Regions from separate parts of the Mus musculus genome. Here region 1 is linked to region 2. A link is a contact called in public promoter capture Hi-C data. All regions are on one chromosome and are shown on one strand. The core of a region is the stretch at or near the end of the contact, and the rest is flanking DNA. Distances in the headings are between cores, read along the strand shown. Region 1 holds the start of Nkx3-1 (NK3 homeobox 1). Region 2 holds the start of Ebf2 (early B cell factor 2).

Region 1 (7,322 bases), core at 3,956-6,455, 2.0 Mb after region 2:
GGTTCTCCAAAGCCTGATCCCCAGGGCCATACAGAGAGGCCCAGGGGAAAGCTGGTGGGAACAGTCCCAGTACCCGATGCTCGGAGGTTCACAGAGCCTTGGGATAGAGGGAGAGGAGCCTTGGAGCAGGTGTGGGATAGGAAGCCTGGCTGCTTTCTGGGTGAAGCTAGAGCTTCAGGCATGAGGGACATGTGGAGTTTCAAGACATGTCTGGAGATCTGGGGTTACTATAGCCACCACCCCAATCACATCACACCCTCGCTCCCTCACAGACCTGCTCAGGGATCTCACCTCACTACTCCTTATAGACAGAGTCCCCCCTGCAGGCTGTTCAGGGATCTTAGCACCCACCCCTTAGAGGTGCGGGTGCCCTGCTGCAGCACCAGGTACTGCTTGGGACCTTGCAAGATGTGAAGACTTGTAATGCCCACCTAGGCTGGCTGAGGAGAAATCTACAGTCTGACAGGGTCCAGGATCCTGAGACCGGCAGCGTGCTGTAAAGGGCCAGGGTGGTATCTCTGTCCTCTCAAGATACCATGGTTTAGATGCCCCCTTAAGTCCTCATGTTGAAAGGTCATTGCCGTGGTAACGATAGGAATAATTGGGAATCTTAGAAGATTTTGAAGGTTCTAGAAGCCCCTCAGGGATGGGCTAATATGATTGGTGGGAAAATGGGTTCCTGATTGGATAAGCTTGGCTGCAGCTTCTATCCCTCCCTCTTTCCCTCCTTACATCTCTATTGTACTGTCTGCCTTGTTATGAATAAGCAAGAAGTCAGAGCAGGTGCAGCGCCTTAATCTTGGGGTCTTGGGCTTTGCCTGCTGATGTAATAGAATATACACAAGAACGTAGTAGACACAGACCCCAAAACTTAGTATTCCAGGTCAACCCCCTCCCCCAAAGAGCAAAGGGACAAGTCTCAACGCCATATTGCTGAGCACCCAAGAAACCAGAGAACATGTTCTCTGCCCCATCCCAGGCTGTGAAAGTCAAGGGCCTGACACTGTGCCTGGAGTTTTGTTTTGATGCTGAGGAAGATGGGGCAGCGGAGGGGGGGGTGTCTCTGCTGACAGAAACATCGCAGCACATCCTCTCTCAGTGGGGACTGGGGACTAGAACAAAGGTCTGAAGTAGGGATACAAAAAGAGAAAAGAAGACAGCACGGTGAAACTCTTATGAAGAACAGAGAAGGAGGAGAAAAGAAGTGGCTGAGTGCGGAGGGTGGGGGCGGGGCATCTCTCAGGCAGCAGTGGCAGCCTGGATCCTCTTTGGTACAGATAGCAAGTGCTTCCTGTGACTCGTCCTCTCTCCCGGGACCCCCACTCCCTTCTTTGTCTTATCTAGTCTCTGGACTGGCAAAGGATCTCCACAGAAAACACCCCACCATGATGTATGCACAGGAGACCAAATCTAGAAAGTCCTCTTGAGAGGTATTGTAACAGGGAGGGAGGCAGACACCGAGAAAGTGATGTCATCAGCCGTGATGGCGCGTGGCACTCAGCATGCGTGTGTGGAGGTCAGAGGGCAATTCTGTGGAGGCAATTCTTCCCTTCCACTTTTATGTAGATTCCAAGGACCCAACCTAGGTCAGCAGGCTTGGGCAACAAATACCTTTATCTACTTAGCCATCTTACTAAAGAGAATTTTTTGTTTTATAATAGTTTAACATCTTAGAGCTCTCCAGTGGAGGAATGCACCCCCACCCCCACCCCCACCCCCCGGGCTGGCCAATTCCTATTAGCTAGAATCTTGTCCATGACTATGCCTGGCAGTGCGAACACTCTTGACCACTTAGCCATCTCTCCTACCCTAGATTTATAATTTTTAAGAACCACACATGAATGCAAACAAATAGATCCTGTTAGCCTCCCCTCCTTCCCTTCTCTCAGCCTGCCTCCACCTCACTGAGCAGACACCACTGTCCTACTGAATACATATATGTGCATGTCTGCGTGCAAATGATACGGACCACTTGTGGTCACCCTTTTACACGCGCAGTTGATTCTACAGCTCAGTTTGCAACTGGAACCAGTCTGTGACCAAAACCAGGTTCCCAAGTCAGTACATTGTATATTTATGAGTTTCCAGGGCAGAAGCCAAACTAGCTGGGTTGAAGGATATGTCCATTTTTAATGTAAACAGATACCGACCAAATATGTAAATCGGCCTATTTTCCGCCCACAGCAGTTACTCACTGTTTGGATGGCACCTTAAGAAAATCTTTCCCAATCTGATGCATAGAAATGACTATCCAAGGTTCTCTGCCCCAGTGTGGGGGAATGCCAGGGCCAGGAAGCAGGAGTGGTAAGTTGAGGAGCAGGGGGAAAGGGGGAGGAGGGATAGGGAATTTTCGGAGGGGAAACTAGAAAAGGGATAATATTTGAAATGTTAAGTAAAGAAAGTATCTAATAAAAAATAAATACATTTAAAAAAAGGAGTATCTCAATGTGGCTTTGATTTGCATTTCTTCTCTTTTTAAAAAATGCTATTTACTTTTAAAAATATGTGTGTGTTTGCATATCTGTGCCTGCAGAGGTCAGAGGTCAGGCATCAGATGCCCTGAGGCTGGTACTTCAGGCAGTTGTAATGCTTGATCCTGGGAATTGAGCTCTAGTTCCACTGAGCTATCCCTCAAGCCCCTTGATTTGCATTTCTTTCACGAGCCTGATTTTTTTTTAAAAAGAAATTCTCCTGTGTGCCTGTTTGCATCTACATCTTTGAGCCCTCTGGGATTTATTTTGAGACTAGGACTGTCTCATCAATGAAGACCTGTGCCCGGCCAAAATCAACATCATTAACAGTCAAGTGCAAACTCAAAAAACTAAAGCCAAACTGAAATAGCACTGTACCAATGTTAGTGGCTGAAATAAAGAGAATGGCCAGGGCTAATAAGGTTTCAGATATCTGACACTCGTTGCCTGTGGAAACAGCAGTACAGTCACACAGAAGAGCGGCTAGGCCTGTCACTCTGCATCTCTTGTCTCAGCTATCTTTTTTTTTTAATTCCTGACCATTGTGACCAAATATCCAACAGAATTAATTTAGGGAAGGAAGGGTTTACCTTGGCCGGTGGTTTGAGGGTATAGTCTGCCATCTTGAGAGGAGCACAGGACTGTATAGTCACGTCTCAGTCAGTCGTATAGTCACGTCTCAGTCAGTCGTTTCAGTCAGCCAAGAAACATGGGGATACACCAGTACTCAGTTTGCTTTCTCCCCCTTGAAATGAAACTACCCATTTAAGGCAGATGCCTGCCCCCGCCTGCCCCAGTGAACCTTCTCTGGAAACACTCACAGGCACACCCACAGGTAAGCCTCACTAATCCTCTGACCAAGTTAGTTATCCAAAGGAACTACCCATCACCCGTGGTCTGGCATAGCCACTGCACCACTGGGTAGAGAAAGGAGACTTGCATTAAATCTGTTATTCCCACCAAGAACCAGCCACAGACTGGTTAAGTAAAATGATGTTTGCTTTAGTTTATGAGTCTAGAGCTTCAAGTCCAAAATTAGGGGGCCTAATGGGGGGTGCAGTGCAACATGAGAGGAGCACAGGCTGGTGGGAAAATCCATACACCAGGGCCAGGAGAGGGGGGAAAATTGGGGCGCTACAATCTCTATGTCCTCAACAATTTGAGGACCTCTCATTAGGCTTCAGCCCTTATAGGTCCAAAACTTCTCCAAACTACCTCAGCAGGGAACGGCATTTATGTGTGGGCCTTGGAGGAAGACTCCCCACACACACTATATGCATACATACATACATACATACATACATACATACATACTACAATGAGGGACATTGGAGTTGCTATTTTTGCAATTCCCAATGAACCTGTAACTATATCAAAAATGTATATTTAAATTTTAAAGGAAAATAAGTCCAGGTAACATGCAGAAGAGAGCTTTTCTGAAGGCCTTCCGGTTATCCATCCCAGTTTCCCTCCGAAGTTGCTGTATTCTCAAGGGCCTGCCCCCCTTTCTTTCTCCCCAGAAATACAAGGTTCCCTGCAGAGCAGATTCCAGTTGAGTCCTGGTGCCTTAGACCACAACAGACTCTAATTGCATCCATTAATTAAAAAAAAAAAATCAGCGTAGGCTTTCCTCGGTTTCCACCAAATGTTGTATTCTAGCACATTCCTTTGATCAGATAGATCGTATTTAGCAATCCAAAGCATTGTTCTGAACCATGTGATATTTAAGTGACAGACATGGGGAGCCTGGGCTAGAGTGTTCATTTCTTTTATTAGTTTGGTTTGTGCATGTGTGCTGTCAGTTGTTTAGTTGTTAGTTAGTTAGTTAGTTAGTTAGTTAGTTAGTTTAAGACCGGGCCTCATTATGTAGACCTGGCTGTCCAAGAAATCCCTATATAGACCAGGCTGGCCTCAAACTCACAGAAATCCACCTACTTCTGCCCCTCTTCACTGGGATTAAAGAAATGTCACCCACACACAGCTTGAGTGTTTATTTATCTTTTCTTTCTTTCTTTCCTTCTCTCTCTCTCTCTCTCTCTCTCTCTCTCTCTCTCTCTCTCTCTCTCTCTCTCTTTCTTTCGTTCTTTCAACAGGGTTTCTCTGTGTAGCCCTGGCTGTCCTGGAACTCACTCTGTAGACCAGGCTGACTCAGAAATCCACCTGCCTCTGCCTCCCAAGTGCTGGGATTAAAGGCATGCGCCACCACTGCCCAGCGAGTGTTTATTTCTTAAGAATACTCTTTCCTGGTGTTACACTACCTGGTCAACTCAGTAAACGAGACACTGTCATACTACTTGGACCTTCCCTAATAGACTTCTGCTGGTTGTCTAGATGTGTCCAGCTGGGAGTCCAGCGTGGGACCATAATGAGCATGATTGTCAGACCTAGGATCAACTTAGACTCGGTAGATCTGGCTTTGTTATCAGTCTCTCTTACTATCTGAACACAATTAGGGTAGGTGGAAGCGACCTGCCTGCTCAGTTCTGATTCCAGTAAGAATTTGGCGTTTGTGGCTTCTCTGGCAAAGGGCTTGAGAGGGAAACCAGGAAAGGTTAAGGGCTCATCAGGGAAGGGCTCTGGAGCCTAATCCGCCCAGGACTCGCCCCTTGAGGGTCACCTGGAGCCCGCGGCAGCCAATCGGGGAGCAGCCGTGTCCCCGCGGCCAATGGGCAGGCGGCGCGGCGCTCAGCATGGCTATAAGTGCGCGCGGCCCGGTGATAGCAAAAGCGGCGCGCAGCGGAGGAGGGATGCTTAGGGTAGCGGAGCCCCGAGAGCCACGGGTGGAGGCGGGTGGCCGCAGTCCTTGGGCAGCGCCACCCACGCAGTCCAAGCGGCTCACCTCCTTCCTCATCCAGGACATCCTGCGGGACCGCGCGGAGCGGCACGGGGGACACTCAGGCAATCCGCAGCACTCGCCGGACCCTAGGAGGGACTCCGCTCCAGAGCCCGACAAAGCAGGGGGTCGCGGCGTGGCTCCGGAGGACCCACCAAGTATCCGGCATAGCCCCGCGGAGACACCGACTGAACCCGAGTCTGGTAAGCGGAGTAGACCAAGCGAGCACCATGCACAGGAAAGGACCGCTCTTGGGCTAATGGCCCCGAGCTCTGGATGCAGGAATCCTGAGGTTGGGGGTGGGGGCATGGCCACAGAAAGGACCTCGCTGTCCGCCCCACCGAGCCACCTTGAGCATCAACCCTGAGAGCAACTAATAACTTTGCCATCGACTTGACTCTTTTCCAGCGGCTGCAGACATTTACCACTGGCTACTAGAACTAACGATAACCATTAATATTCATAAATCAAGCCCACTCTTAAGTTCCCTTCGTCTCCATTCCACGAGCCATAAAATTATGGATGTTCTTTTAAGTCTTTAGAAATAGAATCGCGTCCAATTTTATCCTCCGGCCCCAACCACTTTTCATGCTGGTGACTAAGCCACAGTTACAGGAAGAGGACTAGGGCAGGAGATGAACTGGTTACCATCCCAGGCCACCTGGCTCATCTCCACAAATCTCAGTCACCCACTTCAATGTCCCTACGATGCCTCCGTCTTCCCTGTTGGCACCTTACCCACCTCTCTTTGCAACACACATCCAGGATCCACATTTCACTGATGTAAAACAACAAGGCAGAAAGATCAACTGTAAACCGCTAAGACCTGAATGTAGTTCACACTGATTATTAGAAACAAATACATAGTATAAAAAAAGCCTGCTCACTTCTTCAGGGTAGTTTCTTAGTCTTGCAAACAAAGTGAAAGTATCCAGATGACAGTGGGCTTTTTGTTCACTAGCAGAAAACAAAAAGGTGGTTTGAATTCTGAGCTAACATGTAACTTTTCCTCTCTCCTTCTGTTCTTCTCCAGATGCACATTTTGAGACTTATCTTTTGGACTGTGAACATAATCCAGGGGACTTAGCAAGTGCCCCCCAGGTCACCAAGCAGCCACAGAAGCGCTCCCGGGCCGCCTTCTCTCACACTCAGGTGATTGAGTTGGAGAGGAAGTTCAGCCATCAGAAGTACCTGTCTGCCCCTGAGAGGGCTCACCTGGCCAAGAACCTCAAACTCACCGAAACCCAAGTCAAAATATGGTTCCAGAACAGACGCTATAAGACCAAGCGAAAGCAGCTGTCGGAAGACCTGGGAGTCTTGGAGAAGAACTCACCATTGTCTTTGCCAGCCCTGAAAGATGACAGCCTGCCCAGTACCTCCTTGGTCTCCGTGTATACTAGCTATCCCTACTACCCCTACCTGTACTGTCTGGGCAGCTGGCATCCATCTTTCTGGTAGCAACAGTTCTGCTGATAACTGCATATATCAGAAACTGTCTTCCCTGGGGGTCTCTGGGAAAAAGCCACAGTGGCTGATGTCAAGGAGTCGGAAGCAAGAAATGTACAGATGCAAACTGTTGGGGGTTCCCAGGGAACACTCCAATTCTTCTCTGGTGGGCAGGTGAAAGATCTGGGGCAGTGACTATTTGAAGATGTAGTCCCAGTTCCAAGTGTCCTGTAGGTGACTGCTGCCCGCTCCCCTGTTTAGAGAGAGCCAGGCAAGTTTGAGTCTTGTTTCCAGAACTTAGAATGGCTACAGATGCAATGGCTATATCGTTCCTAGGAATTCTGTTGTGGCAACTCCATCCTCTCCCATGACTGAGTATCATGGAAGGGCCAAGCAAGGGGAGGGATGGCCCCTTAGATGAGGATTTCCTCTTGAGTTAAACTTGGGTCTCCTGTTGGCCTTGGACTCTGGCCAGAGTTTCTCTCTGCCCTTGTAAAAATGAGGGTAAACGGAAGATTTGAAGAATGGGGGTGGGAGGGGGTGACCCTTAGTGATTGAGGCAGGTTGGCATA
Region 2 (7,459 bases), core at 2,317-4,816:
CAGCTTGGAATTTGGTGTGGGAATCAGTGAAATCAGAGTTTTTATATAAAAATCATTTACAAATTGTGGATTAAATACCCAGTAGGTCTCTGAGATAGAGCAAAGCCATTTGTTACTAGTTGGGCAAATAAAAGCCCGGTTTAAATAAAAACAAAAACTGGTAAATGAAAAATGCTTGTCCAAAGATAGCTTATGGAGACCAAACCTTTTAAATTTACAGGGCTCATACTAGCTGTCCCGGTATTCAGGAAGGGTCCAGGTCTGTGCTTTGGGATGCATAGAGGCAGACACACGAGAGAGAGAGAGAGAGAGAGAGAGAGAGAGAGAGAGAGAGAGAGAGTTAGTTGTGGGGTGAGGGATGTGTTATGACGCCTGGAGGGCATACCTCAAACCTCCGACTTTGAGAAGGGCCCCAGCGCACAGGATGTCAGGGCTGGTAAATTCTGGGCCAACCGGGCCTTAAAACCAATTTCGGCCTGAACATATTGTCTTAAGCTGCAGTACAACACGAACAAGGGGGAGGGGGAATTCAAACCTGGACTCTGGTATTTTAGAAGGGTGAACAAAAGCGGTGACAACGTATAAAATGAGATCCCAAACCACTTCCCCAGTTTGTGTAACTAGATGGTCGTGAAAAATAGTAATACTGTGAGTTCTGATTTTTTCTCGAGGATGGAACGCGAGACTCCCCAGTCCTTGGTGGAGGAAGCTTGAGGCTGCGAGTGGGGTTGGGTATGGGGGGGAGGGGGCGGACACCCAGCCGGGTCCCGGTCCTGGTCCCGGACCCGGCGGCATTTGTGTTTCAGGTTCCTAATGGAGGGTTATTCTCACGTAGCTGGAGGCGAAGGAGATGGAAGCAACCCTCTGGGCGCCACGATTGCGCGCCGCAGCCACCAGCACCGCTTCTTTAGCACGGGTGGTCAATTCTTCCGCCACCCCTCCCTAAGACCTTGACAAACATAATCAAAGCCAAGGCGGTTGGCAGAACCGCTCTCGGCGCGCACAAGCGTTACAGCTTAGGGCACAAGGCCGACTGCTCCTCTATACTCGGTCTGGAACTTCATTTATGCGTAAAAGGGACTTCTGGACTTTGGGCTCACCACCCTAGGAACCCCAAGTGGTCGGTCCGCAGTCTGTCCCCAGTGTTCAGAGGAGCCGCAGGGGAGGTGGGGTGGTTCCTCAGTGCAGACCACTAAGAGCCAAGCGTCCCACTGAGTTCTAGAGGTAAGGCACCCACACACTATCTTCCAGCAGGGCACCGCCACCCCTGAACTTGTCACTGGGAAGGAGGGAGGTGAGACGCCACTGACAGTATGCTTTGGAGAAGGCAGCAGGGAGCAAGGAGAAAGGAACAATTCATTCGCTTCCTGAGGGGTATAATTTGGGCGGCAGCTGTTACTGGTGAGAAAAGAGGCGTCAGCGACCTTGGCTCTGCCCTTTAACCTGGAGCCTCTGGGGGCCGGCGGGCCGGGCTAGGCCGGAGCCCGTTGCTGCCCCGCAGTCCCTCAGGCTCTCCGCATCTTTCGCGAACATTTTCGAGGTGGAGCTGATCAAAGTCTCCTTGGGGAGGTTAAAACAAAACTAAACAAAAGCCAGCCGTTTCATCCACACGTCGGAGGGCTCATTGGCTGGTCCACACTCTTCACCGAGGAACCTGAGGCCTTGCCCAGCTGGGAACATGGCCGGGACAAGAAAGAAGGACAAGAGATTAGTTAAATTCAGCAGACTTAAAAAAAACAAAAACAAAACAAAACTAAAACTAAAACCAAACCAAAACAAAAACGAGCAGGCCCAGCTCGAAGACTCTGGGTGGTTAGTTTTTCCTGGGGTCGCAATTATCCGTAAAGTCTTGTGTAACTGAACTGCGCAGCTGAAAGAGCAGAGGTGGATCTTATCTCGACCATTTTCTCCCCCACCCTCCCTCTTTTGTTGGATAACTGCCGAATGCAACTAGGCCTCTTATTTTCTTACACTCAACTGTACCTCAAGCCACCCTGCCTCCCCTTTAAGCCTGAAATTAAAGACCTGGAGTTAGGGTACACCATCAACGCGACTCCAGCCCCCCTCCCCAGTCTGTGCAAAGAGAGCCCCAGCCAGCTTTCAAGTCAGTCACTGCTGTAGAGAGAGACCAAGTCTTCCGGAGCACCATCCCGCCTGCGCAGTCTGTAGTCACAGTTTGCCCCTGAGGTGAAGTGACGTGCTCAGGTCCCCTTCAATGGAGACTCAAGCAGTCTCTGAAAGCGCAAGCTTCCTTTTCGCTCGCCGGGCAAACGTGCACCCCAGGCGCTGTGTCCTCTAGCGGCGAACTCTCGCAGCTCGTCTGTGAGCGCTCACCTACAGCTAGGGGGTCCGGTCAGGAGTCAATTGACACTCAAACCTGAGCCCTGAGCCGGGAGGAAAGACTCCCGACTGTAATGATGCTGAGAGGCTCGGGTGCAGTCGCTCGAACCGCGGCGCAGCTGATTGTCTGCTCCACGGCAGATGGTCTTTGAGCACAGATTTGCATTCATTGTCTTCAAATCTGTTTTCGCGCTGGCGTTCTAGATTTCAACAGCAGATCTACGCGCAGATCAGAATACAAAAAGAGAAGCAAGAAAATAACACCCAGCCAGGAGGATTTTTTTTTAATAGGCACCTCCAGCCGTCTAGGGTTTCAGCTATTTTGTGGAGCCTCGGCTTCCCGACCACCAACCTTCGCGACCACAGCGCTCGGCGGACAAAGTTTCCAGGACTTCTTCACAGACGCCTCGTGTCTCTAACGCAGGGTTCCCCGGCCTTCAGGGATTGGGGAGGGAGATTTTAAAAGGGGGGAGGATTCGAAACTTCATCCCGCAGTTCTCAGCCAGCCAAGCTGTCAGCAACCTCTCCTATCTGCAAAGGTGCGTACTCCCGCCCTCCCGGGGCTGTTTTCCTTAACTCCTTCACCATTTCCCTTCACAGTATATTTATTTAAACTGCACTTGAGCCTCATTCGTCCACACTCCGCTCTCTCCTTCCTTCATCTCGCCTCTCCTTCTAACACTTGTGGCCTTCGCACGAAATGATTGCTTCCCTGGAACTCTCTGAGACTTGGTAGACCGGTTCAGAAAGACGGATGCCCTGAGGGTAGTGTTTGCGAAAAGCATAAATACAGGTGGTCACAGGTCCAAACCCCGGGAATGAATCTGTAGGGTCTCCCGCAGGCGACAAAAAACCTGCATCTAGAGGCAAATCCGCGCTGGCTTCCTGCTCCCGCGATCGGAAAGAACCATCATGATCCTAACTCTCAGAGTCCTGCTACTCTGTTTTGGTGCAGGATTTGGGGACCCCCTTTCCCACTCAGGCCAAACACTCGGGACTCTGGTCGGGACTCGGTGCTTGTGGCTTGCTGTAGCCTTTCACCTCCCGGACTTCGGGCAAAGCAAAGCTTGGCTAACGCCGCGGGAGGACGTCCGCCCAGCTTGCCCAGAGCCGGCCAATCCCGGGCGTCCATGCAAATGAGGCTCCTTATCGGGCCTCGGCTCCGCCTCCCGCGGCCTGGGTTGTAGTAACCATTCATGGGGCCCGCGCGCTGCAGCAGCCCGGCTCTGCGGCGCTCTCAGCCACCGCCTCCTCCCCGCTCCGGGTCTTCCCCTTCCTCTTACAACTGATCCTGTTGGGGATTTTTTTTTTTTTTCCTATATCGGAACGGTGGGGAGGAGCAGGGAGGGGGGAACAAGGAGGAAGGGGAGAGATCAGGCAGCTATCTATCTCCTCCTGTTTTTCCCAGAACAGGTGATGCTTCCAAATTGTGGCCACTTTCTGGAGAACGTTCTGCAGCTGGAAGGATGCGGGCGACCTAGAGTGGAAGCCCCGAGGCGGCAGATCTGAAGCCACCGAGGATAAAAAACGCAAACTTTGCATTGTGCGTGGAGGAACGGGCTGGCTATTTCTTTCCAAGAGGGCCCCCAAACTTCGGCCCTTGCCGCCTTTCTCGGATTGCTTTTGGAGAACACCATTTGCTGGCAGCATTGGAGAGTGAGGACGGTGTTGTTGTAAAGTCACTTTTAAGGCGACAGTAGAGGACCAGACTTTTTAAATGTTTGGGATTCAAGATACGCTAGGAAGAGGACCAGCTCTGAAAGACAAGTCGCTGGGTGCCGAGATGGATTCGGTCAGGTCCTGGGTCCGGAATGTCGGCGTGGTGGACGCCAATGTCGCGGCTCAGAGGTAATGAGACTGGAGCCGTTGTGCTCTGAAAGTCTCTGGTTGTGTCTGTCTCCCCGAATATCTCTTCCCTTTGCTCCCTCTCTTTCTCTCTGTCCTTGTCTCTCCTCCCTGGCTGTGCGCACTGGGGCTCTCCCTGGGCGGGCAGGTCGCTGCGACTAGGGGAACCCTTTTCCCGCAGTCGACACTGTAGTTTCTGAACTACCGAGGTCACGGGTGTTTCTCCCCACAGTCCGTTCTTTGAGGACAAAAAAAATTTATTAAAAGTAGCGTTCAAGCTCACATCGTGGCGTTTACTCTTGGACTCTAGCGGAGTGGCGCGTGAAGATCCGAGCTGGCAGCCGGCGCAGCGGCAGAGCCGGCTTTCCGGTCACTCCTAGGTTCCCCCACGCTTCCTGCGAGCGCCTCTCCTCCAGCATCATTCAGGATGGCTTGGAGACTCGGGGAGCCCAGCGGCCAGATGGTGGCGGCGGCGAGAGGATCCGGAGAGGCCTGAGGGGCTGCAAGGAAAGCAAGGCGGCCGGGAGCTCTAGGAAAGGGGACATGCAAGCGAGTCCTGGGTGAGGGAGAGTGGGACAGACAAACCGAAGAGGCCGAGGATGGACCGAAGCACAGGAGTAGTCGGGGAAGAGGAGAAAATGGAGCCGCAGAGAAGAGCACCCTCCAGTTTTGCGGGTTCCTCAAGTTGATTTTGTTTCCAAATCTTCGCGTTTACGGATGGTTAAAATTTGTCTAGGGTTCCATCCCACGAAGACATTCCAGTCCCGCTTCTCACTGTCGCTACTGAACTGAGATTCATGGCCCTCGTGTCCAGACTACAAGAGCCAGCTCCTTTACCCTCTCCAGACACCCACAAATTTCTTCCAGGACTCTCGACTCTTCCTCTGCGCTCTGCGTTCTGCGCCAACCTCCTTAAATCTCCGGACTTCACGTTGAGAAATGACCCCTTTTGCAGATAGGCCACATCTCCAGGTGTCCCGGGTAGAGCGAACTGGCTGCCACCCTTCAAGGAGTGGCAGCAAAGGCCGCAAGCCGGATGCCTGAAGTGGCAGCTGCGGTACCCGATTGCCACTCCTCCGAAGCCGAATGCTCAGTTGTCCCCGAAGCAGATGGTACTTCGCAGAGGCCTTGGCTCTCGAAAGCGGTCTAGGGGTTCGCTCCGGCGGTGACAAGCCGAGGGAACCAAGACAGTTCCGCAGATCCGCTCCTTAGCGGGGGCTTAATAACATTTCCCTCCAGTCTTCCCGTCCGAAATAAAATGTACTTTATTAAAGTTCGAAACAGCAGTCTGTGGTGGTCTAGCGAAAATTATACACTTTCAAAAAAGTGACTGAGACCATGCCCAGCACAAGAATCCAGAAGACCTCAGGGCCACCAGGCTGCCCTCACCATCTGTCAATTCGCCGGCTCCACAAGGTTTTCAGTCAAATGTGGCACTATCAGAGACAGGCATATAGGGAGGTCCTGTGGACGCATCCAAGGCTCTGGCAAGCTCTGGGTCCAGCTATACAGAGTCAGGGAATTTGAGAAAACACTCGAGCGCGGATCGCCCGAGTCTCTGGCCGGGGCGCTGCTGTCTCTTAACATTCTGGCTTCTTCTGGCTTTGACACGTGGAGCGGTTCTTGGGGGCGAAGGTCCTCAGCAGTGAGTCCTCAACCCTGGCCCGTTATCCCCAGCAATGACTGTAGGGGATTTTGCAGTGACACTGTCCTGGATGCAAATTTCGGTAGAGTAAGGCAAACCTTGAGGACAGAGGCTTGGACTCCACAGGCTTCCTATCCTGTAGTCTGTGATCCAAAAATTCACTAGCCAGGAGTTAAAAGGGGTCACTTGTTCAAATGCAAAAGAACCCTATCCCCTTACATCTGAGTCACAGCTTTGAGTTTTGCGGGCAGGCACCTGGGGTTTAGCAGCGCTTCTTAAGACTTCGCCGGCAGCCCTGGTCTTTCTATTCTACTAAAAGCCGTCTGGTGACAGGATTCTGGGTGGCTGTATAACGGGGTGGCGGAAGCAAGGTGCCTATTGCAACCCCTCTGAGAGAGTGTGGAAAAGACCCAGAAGGTTTCTGGTCTTGAGTCCCTTGGCCCTTCTGCAATGTGTTTGGGCATGTTAGTCACTGCCTAACACCCAGTCTTTCTGTCTTTCCCCCTTGTCCTGTTTCTCTCTCCCAACACTTCCTGTGCAGCGGAGTTGCTCTGTCCCGGGCCCATTTTGAAAAGCAACCTCCTTCAAACTTGAGGAAATCCAACTTCTTTCATTTTGTCCTGGCGCTCTACGACAGGCAGGGACAGCCGGTGGAGATTGAGCGCACAGCCTTCGTGGACTTTGTGGAGAATGACAAAGTAAGCGGACCCCTTAAACCCTCCCCCCCTAAGCCGGCACTGAGGATTCCATCTGTCACTTGCGACACTCTCCCGCTAGCATCAGGAATGATAAATTGAGGTGTCTCACCCTTAGCTTCTAACTCAGTAGATTTTCCCTGCACCTCAATGGGCCCCAACTCTGAACCAGGCGTTTTCGGCTGTGCGCCCTAGCCTTGGGGTCAGTAGTAGCGGCAGTGCATCGACTGACCTCGCAGAAAAAAGTTTTTTAGACCTAGTTTTAAAAGTATACCCAACGCTGTCGCTGCCAGTCTCCAGTTTTTCTTAAAATTATTATTACTATTATTTTCTCTCTGGCAGCGGGAAAGAGGGCAGGGGTGTAGTTGGTTGGATTCCGTTTTATGTGGGAACTTGGGGCCAGCCTTTTATGGCTCGCTTACTCTCCCAGCGACTGAGCACCTTCCTTGAACTCAAACCCTAATTTGAAAGCTATGTTTAATCCTAAACGAAGGGTTGTTTTCCTAAACCAATATATGCTGGGCCCATTGGCTGTGCAAAGAAAGGGAAACCTGGGGTGGCTAGTTGCCAAGCCCCTGAACACTGGAAGTGGTCATTCCCAGTTTGTTCCCCACCCCTCCCCAAAGGCGACTAATATTGCCCTTTCTAAAGGACAGGCAGGCTTACCCTTTTTTGTAGAGCCTGGGAGCTCAAGGACAGATAGACAGGGGTGGGGACTGCTTAAAGACAGCTTTGATGCTGGCATCAGGCATCGGCCGGCTGGAGGCAGGGGTACCCTTAGGAAATTTTTAAAAGAGAGACAGGGACGGTGAAGGTCAAGCGGTTGTAGGCCTTGACAAATTTCCCAAGATGGCCAATGGTGGGAAATGCTCCTTGTCCATTGGTCTGGATCTGGTTGTGTGGGGGCACTGCAAAGTTGAAGAATGGAGGGCTT

Evidence for each region. Promoter capture Hi-C pulls out the DNA fragments that hold promoters and counts their contacts.
Region 1: a contact with region 2 is called in a promoter capture Hi-C map of stem cell-derived epiblast-like cells, with 4 times the contacts expected there. The contact joins the promoter of Nkx3-1 here to the promoter of Ebf2 in region 2. A contact is called at or near these places in 4 of 39 promoter capture datasets (embryonic stem cells, hippocampal neurons and stem cell-derived epiblast-like cells).

The regions. Positions count from the first base shown.
Region 1 is chr14:69,185,487-69,192,808 of GRCm38.p6, forward strand. Nkx3-1 (NK3 homeobox 1) reads left to right here and starts at 5,206. Exons shown (of 2, transcript NM_010921.3): 1 at 5,206-5,507; 2 at 6,338-7,322. The coding sequence starts at 5,219. The coding sequence ends at 6,762. It overlaps Gm31632 (a long non-coding RNA gene), which reads right to left and starts at 578. Exons shown (of 2, transcript XR_383539.1): 1 at 432-578.
Region 2 is chr14:67,231,078-67,238,536 of GRCm38.p6, forward strand. It overlaps Ebf2 (early B cell factor 2), which reads left to right and starts at 3,567. Exons shown (of 16, transcript NM_001360202.1): 1 at 3,567-4,188; 2 at 6,372-6,528. The coding sequence starts at 4,058. It overlaps Gm20675 (a long non-coding RNA gene), which reads right to left and starts at 2,118. Exons shown (of 2, transcript XR_874748.1): 1 at 2,026-2,118; 2 at 1,339-1,670.